Linked DNA regions of Zea mays: region 1 is linked to region 2. The links are chromatin contacts, called in public Hi-C maps. All regions are on one chromosome and are shown on one strand. The core of a region is the stretch at or near the end of the contact, and the rest is flanking DNA. Distances in the headings are between cores, read along the strand shown.

Evidence for each region. A called contact is a pair of places that touch in the nucleus more often than the background predicts.
Region 1: a contact with region 2 is called in a Hi-C map of endosperm, with 2.8 times the contacts expected there. The contact joins two enhancer-like sites. A contact is called at or near these places in 7 of 25 Hi-C or Micro-C datasets (ear, endosperm and leaf).

Annotation. Positions count from the first base shown.
Region 1 is chr5:89,523,227-89,528,027 of Zm-B73-REFERENCE-NAM-5.0, forward strand. No RefSeq gene overlaps it. Among protein-coding and RNA genes, the nearest start is that of LOC100275702, 33 kb to the right of the region's middle. Within about 2 kb of position 2,470, at least 1 of the 20 cell types and tissues checked has an H3K27ac peak or open chromatin away from gene starts, as enhancers often do. A contact at or near this core is called in endosperm, where this site is marked.
Region 2 is chr5:89,449,673-89,454,317 of Zm-B73-REFERENCE-NAM-5.0, forward strand. No RefSeq gene overlaps it. Among protein-coding and RNA genes, the nearest start is that of LOC109939734, 11 kb to the right of the region's middle. Within about 2 kb of position 3,364, at least 1 of the 20 cell types and tissues checked has an H3K27ac peak or open chromatin away from gene starts, as enhancers often do. A contact at or near this core is called in endosperm, where this site is marked.

The DNA of each region.
Region 1 (4,801 bases), core at 1,220-3,719, 73 kb after region 2:
GGAAATAGTCTCAACATTTCCTATAATAGATTTTGGTGTTTGACGACCATCACAAACCTTGTGGACTAACCAGTTTTGCCTAGTTGATCATTTCACAGGTGCATAAGTTCATCTACAACTATTCTAAGTCGACTGTCCGGAATACCGTAGATTATTCCGGACAGGAGAAGTTTTTTGGAAAAATAGACTAAGCGCGGACCGTCCGAGCCTTTGCGGCGGACCATCCGCGATACCAGGATGACCCTCGGACAAAACCAATGCAAAAATCCAAGTCTACACTACGGACCGTCCGGAGGAAAAGCAAGCACCATCCGAGACCACGCGCGGACCGTCCGGCCTCAGGCGCGGACCGTCCGATAGGTGAGGAACCAAAAATTCCGAAGGTGACGGGTTCGGTAAAATGAATTATAGCGTCCTCGCGGACCGTCCGGGGTGCACGACCGGACCGTCCGCGACTGCCTTTATTTGACATCTGACGATGCATTAAATGCAAAATAGCCGTTGATATAGCCGTTACTGCTGACCGTTGCGTTTTCAGCCGTTGATGTGGAGGGGCAGACCGTCCGGACCAGGGGCGCGGACCGTCCGCGGTTGGCAGAATTGGAGCAACAACTAGGAAGTGGTTGGTGGCTATAAATACAACCCCAACCACCTCCATTCATATCATCCAAGCATTCCAATCATCTACATTCAATACAAGAGCTAGAAATCCATTCCAAGACACAATCAAAGCTTCAATCTCTCCCAGTTCCACAATTGAGACAAGTGATCATTAGTGATTAGTGACTTGAGAGATAGAGAGTGATCCGTGTGTTATTTGTCGCTCTTGTCGCTTGGTGTTTGCAATCATGCTTTCTTCTTCCTCATTCTTATTCTTCAAGTGACTTGTAATCAAAGCAAGAGACACCAATTGTGTGGTGGTCTTTGTTGGGTCTAAGTGACCCATTTGATTAAGGAGAAAGCTCACTCGGTCTAGGTGACCGTTTGAGAGAGGGAAAGGGTTGAAAGAGACCCAGTCTTTGTGAGCACCTCAACATTGAGTAGGTTTGTAAGAACCAAACCTCGGTAAAACAAATCATCGTGTCATCCGCTTTCATTTGCTTGTGATTTGTTTTCGCCCTCTCTTTCGGACTCGATTATATTTCTAACGTTAACCCGGCTTGTAGATTGTGCTTAAAGTTCATAAATTTTAGATTTGCCTATTCACCCCCCCCCTCTAGGCGACTTTCACCGAGGCGGTGCCCGCAGCAGTGAGGGCCCCACCGACGGCGGTGGGCCCTGCCCCCACGTCGCCCCGAGCACAGGGGAGGCGGGAACGGACCCCCACGCCCCCACCACCAGCGCCTGCGCACCCGCAGGGGAGGCAGCGGCGGCGGTTGGGAGGGGGTAGGGAGGGGCCAGGGGGGCGCGCCCACCCACGGCGGCCGCAGCAGCGGCAGGGCCCGCGTGGCCCCCCACGGCAGCGACGGCGGCCCCACTGCCCGCGCGGCCAGGAGAGGAAGCGACGGCACGCCTGCCAGGGGAGGCGGCCCGCGCCCAGGAGGAGAGGGGTGGGAAGGTGGAGGGGGAGAGAGGAGGCTGCTCGCCAGCCATGGGGAGGAGCGGCGGCGACGCACGCCTGGGGAGGAGCGGCAGCGACGGCTATAGGGGAGAGGGAGGCGGCGACGACTGTAGGGGAGGGAGGAAAACCTGGGCTGATGATACCATGTTAGAGGTAATAATTGTATATTAGGGCTAACCCTATAGGGTAGCTATATAGTGTTTGTACATGGGCCACATGGGCCTAGCCATATACTCTAACAGTTACGATACACTTTAAGTACGTGTAGAACATATGGCTCATAAAAGCATCAGTTTTGTGTTTTACTACTGCAACCCTGGTTAGTCTTCCTTGATCTTCCACACACTCATGGGTACCCTCAAGTCCAAGTATTCTTTCAAGAGGCAGCTGGGAATAAAACAAAAGATGCCAAATAGGACATCTCCGAACAATAATTAAATAATATAATATAGATGCTATTGAATAGTGGTTATCTGGGTACACCATAAAAAGATGGCAACAAAATCATGATGAAAAGGAAATCAATCATTGGGTTGATGCCCTGCCACCGCATGTCTTTCCACTATTCTGAAACTAAGCTAGTGAGCTCTGTATCAGGAAAGGAGGCATTCCATAGAGCCCTAAGCGATTCCTAAATCCAAAGCACATAGTATAATAAAATTCACATGTCAACAACGGAGAAGGAATCAAGGAGGAGGCATGACTCCCTGTGCGGTCGTCCAGCTCCGTGACGATGCGCCTTCACCGGTGACTCTTGTGGACCAGAAGAGGTTCAGACTACAGAAATCAATGAAAAGCAAAGGCCAATCATACCTGGAGAATTCTAGCAAGCACTCGAGGGCTTCCCTTGAGGCGGAGCTTCGACCGCTTCTCGCGTGACGGCGGCAGCGCACGCGGGGTTGAGGCAATCGGGCGGCGGCATAAATGTTAGGGTTTAGCACCGGATCTGTATGTAGTCATAAGTCTCATGGGTTTATGGGCTGGCCAATCATACCTGAAGCATTCTAACTTCACATATATTGTAAATCTAAAAACCAGCCACGCCAAGAACTGGTGGCGCTGGCCACCAACCGGCCCTCCCTCTCCGGCAAAAATCATGGCGAGCAATGGCCCAATCCTACCTTCTTCACTGATCGACAATTGAAAAGGGGAGGGAGCAGTGTGCACAGCACATGAAGATTACCGCACGATGGCTAGAGACCAGGGGGCACGCGACCGAGGCGTAGCTGGAGCTTAGAGGAGAGCATGAAGGAGTCGCGTCCAAGAGGACTGCTGAGGAGGACGAACCTTTATATCTAAGGGAGAGGGGGGATTCGGATGGGACGGCGTCTCCCGCAACAGCCGGGCGCGGATGCCGGGGCGCAAGGCCGGGGCTGGCATGTGTGGCATGTGCGACGGATATTGCGTGAGGCCGGTGGCGCGGACGGTGTGGACAGCAGGGGCAAGGGTCAGGATGGCGCGACGGCTGTTGCATGAGGCCGGTGGCGGGGACGGCGCCGGGGCTGGCATGTGCGGTGGCTATAGGCCGGTGGCGGGGACGGCAGGGGCAAGGGTCGGGGTTTAGGGATGGCGCGACGGCTGTTGTGCTGTTGAGATGCTCGGCCCGGTGGTGGGGATGACGGGGACGCCAGGGGCAAGGGTTGGGGTTTAGGGATGGCACGGCGACTGTTGCGCGAGGCCGTTGAGATGCTCGGCGGGTTCATTTGAAAGAAGTATAAGGGTTTTTTTTTGCAAAAAAGATGACACAGGACGACCGTTGAAACTGGTGCTTTAAGTATAGTATAGACTAGTCAATAGTCAAGTGCCCGTGCGTTGCAATGACACGCAAATTATTCATGCACAATGATTACATAAAAACAAGTAACACATAATATGGATCACAATCTTACAAATTATACAAATCAATTTACAATCAAATGTGAATATACATTAAAATTCATACCAAAAGGACGAGAATAACAAGTGAGAGCAAAAATTCTGAATCTTTGTTTCTTATCCTAAACTTGAGTATCTGCAAATAAAATCACATATATTGTATATCTAAAACCAACTAAACACTGATGATGAAAGGGAAATAGTCTCAATATTTCCTATAATCGATTTTGGTGTTTGACGACCATCACAAACCTTGTGGACTAACCAGTTTGCCCAGTTGATCATTTCACAGGTGCATAAGTTCATCTACAACCATTTTAAGTCGACTGCCCAGAATACCGTAGACTATTCCGGACAGGAGAAGCTTTTTGGAAAAACATCTACGCGCGGACCGTCCGGGCCCTTGCGTCGGACCTTCCGCGGCACCAAGGTGACCCTCGGACAGGAACACTGCAAAAACACAAGTCTACACTACGGACCGTCCGACGGAGAAGCGAGCACCGTCCGAGACCAAGCGTGGACCGTCCGGCCTCAGGCGCGGACCGTCCGGTCGGTGAAAACTAGAAAACCCCGAAGGTGACAGGTTCGGTAAAATGTAATTTTAGCGTCCTCGCGGACCGTCCGGGGTGCACGACCGGACCGTCTGCGACTGCCGCACCTGACATCTGACGACGCATTTAATGCATAGTAGTCGTTGATATAGCCGTTACTGCTGACCATTGCGATTTCAGACGTTGATGTACAGGGGCGGACCGTCCGGACCAAGGGTGCGGACCGTCTGGATCAGGGGCGCGGACCGTCCGCGGTCGGCAGAAAAGGAGCAACGACTAGGAAGTGGTTGGGGGCTATAAATACAAGCCCAACCTCCTCCATTCACTACACCTAAGCACTCCAATACTTCACATTCAATACAAGAGCTAGCAATCCATTCAAAGACACAATCAAAGCTTCCAATCTCTCCAAGTTCCACAATTGAGACAAGTGATCATTAGTGATTAGTGACTTGAGAGAGAGAGTGATCTGTGTGTTATTTGTCGCTATTGTCGCTTGGCTTTTGCAATCGTGCTTTCTTCTTCTCTAATTCTTATTCTCAAGTGACTTGTAATCAAAGCAAGAGACACCAAGTGTGTGGTGGTCCTTGCGGGGTCTAAGTGGCCTATTTGATTAAGGAGAAAGCTCACTCGGTCTAAGTAACCGTTTGAGAGAGGGAAAGGGTTGAAAGAGACCCGGTCTTTGTGACCACCTCAACGGGGACTAGGTTCTTTGGAACCGAACCTCGGTAAAAGAAATCACCGTGTTCATCCGCTTTATTTCTTGGTTGATTTGTTTTCCCTCTCTTTCGGACTCGGATTTAATTCTAACGCT
Region 2 (4,645 bases), core at 2,114-4,613:
TTGCAAGCTCACTTTCCAAAGCTTCAACTCTATGTCTCTTAGCTTTGGGATCTCCTTCATGTGACATTTTAAGAATATTCCAAATGTCACGGGCATCTTCTCTTCCTTGAACTTCCCGGTATTCTTCCGGACAAAGACTTCCTTTAATTATGCTCACTGCTTGAGCATTGCGATGAACCTCTTGCATCATTTCCGGAGTCATCTCTTCTCCTTGGGCGGGCTTATACATACCTACATTAACAATCTCCCAAAGACTAGGATGCACACCGATTAAATGCGACTTCATCTTGTCGGCCCACTCGTCATAGTTCAACTCACTAAGAGTTGGTAACTTTCCAAGTGGGGCGGAAGAGAAGTTGGGAATATAATTTCTAGAGTAATCGAATTGAACTTTGCTAAATTCGTTACCTTTGCTTTTGGTAGATGATCCTTCGGTGTTGAGACTTACCTTGCTCAATACCTTAGACACCAAAAGATCCACTAGATCGTCATTGTAATCAAATGTTCCCTTACCTTTATCTTCTTTGGCCTTTCTTCTTGATTCTTCTTCTTCGACCTTTTTCTTAGCATCTTCCTCTTTCATTTTGAGGAACATTCTCTCGGCAATCTTCATGGCGAGGTCGAGGACCTTGGGGTCCACTTCCTCACCGGAAGATGTGATGGGGATTTCCTCGAGGAGAGGATCCACATGGTCCCGTTGAGTAGACATGATCGTTTCCTCACGCGGTTAAGCGTAAAACGAGGTACGAAGCTCTGATACCAATTGAAAGTAGCCTAGAGGGGGGGGTGAATAGGCTAATCTGAAAATTTTCACAACAAACTTCGAAAGATTGTTAAATACACAGTTCGACTGGTGCAGGCCGGTTCAACAGCTACGTGCGCAAGTTGAACCACTCTGAACCAATCCAACTGTTTTATAAACTTTAGACTAAAATCTACTCGAAAAAGTATTTCGCAAGTTCTTGAGAGAAGTAAGATATAGCTAAGTGAGGATGAAAAGATGAATATGTAAAGGCTATTTTACTTCTAGATAAACTCTACGGAAAAATCTTTATGTCAATCTTGCAAGTAAAAATATCTCAAGTTAAAACAAGCAAGAACACAAGACACAAGATTTAATCCGAGGTTCGGCCACACCACAAAGGTGTCCTACTCCCCGTTGAGGAGCCCACAAAGGGCCGGGTCTTTTTCAACTCTAATCCTCCAAAAGCCGACCACAAAGGTCAAGGCAATCTCTTCTTATCTTAGCTCAAAGAGCGGGTGATACAAACTTCTTGGGGTCATCCACAAATTTGGAGACTCCCAAGCAATCTCAAAAGATCTTAAAACCTAGGGTTTCAAGAACACCAAGAACGCACAAGAGGGGTTTGCACAAGCTCAAGTCTTTGTAAAAGAGATGGGAGAGGAAAAACATATCGTGAGCACAAACACAAACCTCACACCCAAGAGCTCCTCCAACAAGGTTGAATCTTGAGGAAGATTTAAGTGTGAGAGAGATGGAGAGATGAGTGCTTTGTCTCAAGTTAGGTGAGCAATAAATGAGTGAGTGTTCAGCCATATTGAAGAAGAGAGAGAGAGGGCTCTATTTATAGTCACGACTCAAAAACTAGCCGTTTGACCAAAAACCCCGCTGAAAACCGGTTGAACCGCCCCCTGACAGGTCAGCAGTCTGTCTGCCAGTCTGACTGCCAGACTGACTGGCAGACTGACCCGCAGGCGGGTCAGACAGGCCAGGACCGGTTGAACCGCCCCCTAGGGCGGTTGAACCGCCCCCTGACACCCCTGGCGACCTGACTGCCAGTCTGACTGGCAGACTGCAGATCAGAAGTCAGAGGGTCAGAGACCAGTTGAGCTGCCCCCCAGGACCAGTTCAGCTGGTCTAGACCAGAGAGTTTTGGAGAGAAAACCCTAGCTCAGCTGCCCGGGGGCAAGTTCAGCTGGGTATGGTCAAAGAGGTCCATAGCTGAAGTTGAAGTTCAGCTGGAGTTGAAAGTCCAACTCAGCTGAAGTCCAGCTCAGCTGCAGCTGAAGAAGCTCATCACAACTGAAGTTAAGTTTAGCTGGAAAGCTCAACTGCAGTTGAAGAAGTTCAGCTGCTTTTCAGCAAGAACACTCTAAGTTTCTCAACCCAAACCATGGTCAACCAAATAATGTTAAAGAGATTTTTGGTTTTCAAAAATAGCTTTTGAATTAGAGGACTTGAGCTATAGCAAACACCTATACCTGTGCGGAAAAGAACAAGGAAGAATTACATCATGCAACACAAGATTTTACATAAATTTTATACGTCCGTTGCATGAAGTCCTTGGTGCTTCCTTAAGTTCCTGTTTCCTTCTAATCAAACACTGAGAACAAAAACTGTTAGTACCCTTATTTGTTTTGTCATTAAATCACCAAAACCCTCACTTGGGGTTGATTGCACTTACAATCACATATATTGTATATCTAAAAACCAACTAAACAATGATGCACTTAATAATTAGCATCTAGTTAGGTGCCTATGCGCTGCAACGACATACAAAATATTTGACAAAATGCTAGTACACAACGATTACATATAGTAAAGTTCTCGTGTGTTGCTACGATTTTCATATATATGTACATTTGATTATAGAGTATAAAATATAAAGACATGTGTATTTTCCAATTAAATGTTTAACTGTGGATCTGGCCGAGACGACAAATTGATTACAAAGTAATATAAGAGACTTTTTTAAATGACGAGTAAATTAAGAATTCATGCGAGTAAGCAAATCATATTTCTGAACCTTCTATGCTGCACACATACTTGCAAACTTGCATTAAGTATTAGCAAATGAAGGTAGAACACAGAAAGCGTTCATGCACTTAAGGACGTTAGTTCTTATTGATACAACAATCTGCAGAAGAACAACTTTGTCGTTCCAGTCTGGGTTTTCCTCAAGAAACTTTTCAAATGCCAGAATCTTTTGTAGAATTCCCTTAATCATGTCAAGTTGATCAACACCAAGCATTACCTATCACATTATCAAAGAACACAACTATATGAAGGATAATAATATATTCAACGCCAGCAAAAAGATAAAATTCAAAGTGAAAGGAGTTACAAATGTAACAATAACGTGCATGAAGTGGGGAAAGGCAAAAAATAGTGACGGTTAAAGGATGAAGAAGAGTACTTAAAACTACTAAAATATACAAGGTAGACCTAAGCGGAATAAAAGAAAAAACAGTAGCAGTATCCTGTCACCAAGAGAGGCGATGATCAGCTAGCATTAGACAAGAAAAGAAAAAGATGACTTACAAGGCATTCAGCACCCACAGTACTGTAGAGTGCATGGTATGCTAAACTGATAAGTACATAATACATTAGGGAGCACAATAGAAATACTGCTGCTTATCAATATAAAATGTAGGGAAATGTAGTATCACAATACCACTCAGCTATAACCACAGTCCACGGTAAATTGGCCAGCTATTTTTATCAGTACATTTATTTAGATACTGTGTAAGGTCTTTGATGCATACCTTTGGTCGCTAATAGCTTACAGAACATATTCTTAGAGTCCTTCAAATATATTATATTCTGCAAGTGTTTTTTCTAATACATATCTACCCTACATGTCTCCAACAAAGTTAATGATGTTTAGTCTTATGTTTACTCTGTATTGTCATAAGCGATATGTTTTTGAGACCAGAGGTAGTATAAAGCTTCAGACTAATATGGTATTTATTCTTCAGAGGTGAACACTTTTGATTTTTCATTATAGTCATCTAGAAGCAAACTGCAATAATTCACTGCAATAATTCATATATTCAGAAAAGTTCTCTTATTCTTGTATTCTTGGGCCCCATGCACAACAAATCCTTATCCTAATACCAAGTCATGACCAGAGATACCATTTTGAATTCGTCACAGGATTGTCATCAATTCCTTATGCTTGCCAACAACATCAAACACTTGAAAGACCATATTCAAAATTATATAAATGAACAATTGGATATAGATATTTCCATGTGCAACCTAATATATAGATGAACTTGTTTTCTATCTGATTTCTTGCAATAATTGATTTTGACTTTGTTCTAGAGTAAGTAAAGGGCAAGTGTTTTCATACCTTTCGACAGGCAAAACGTTGTGTCAGTTCACTAATGTGCCTTTTTACTACTGGAAGCTCCAATTGCTCCCTTGAAAGTTGAAACTATCAGAGTATATCCCAGTAGGAAACTAAAGATTTCAGCCAAGTGAATGAAAAGAATCATTCACTAATTTCGAAAATACATTTTGGATAATGTAACACCCTAAATTTGGGGTATAAAATTTCTTTGCTCATATTCACAAATTCAGGTGTTACTCCTCCCTTCACACCTTTCCCAATCTCCTCTTTCTCTTTTCTATAGAGGAAGGATGGTTATTTCTTTATTTGTAATTATAATCTAGTAGGCTAAACTCCAAGGGAGTATAAAATGTTGCATCATGTTGAACCCTAAACTTCACTTTTGTTTGATGCATATGCTTGAGGGTGCTAATTTGAATTTGTGGCATATTTGGAATTGAATCAAATGGAGTAAATAAAAAGAAAAGGGAAAACAATTGCTAAAATAAAAGAAAAAGGAAAAGTGGCCCACACCCCCTGTTCCCCTCGGCCTTTCGGCCCAGCCGGCC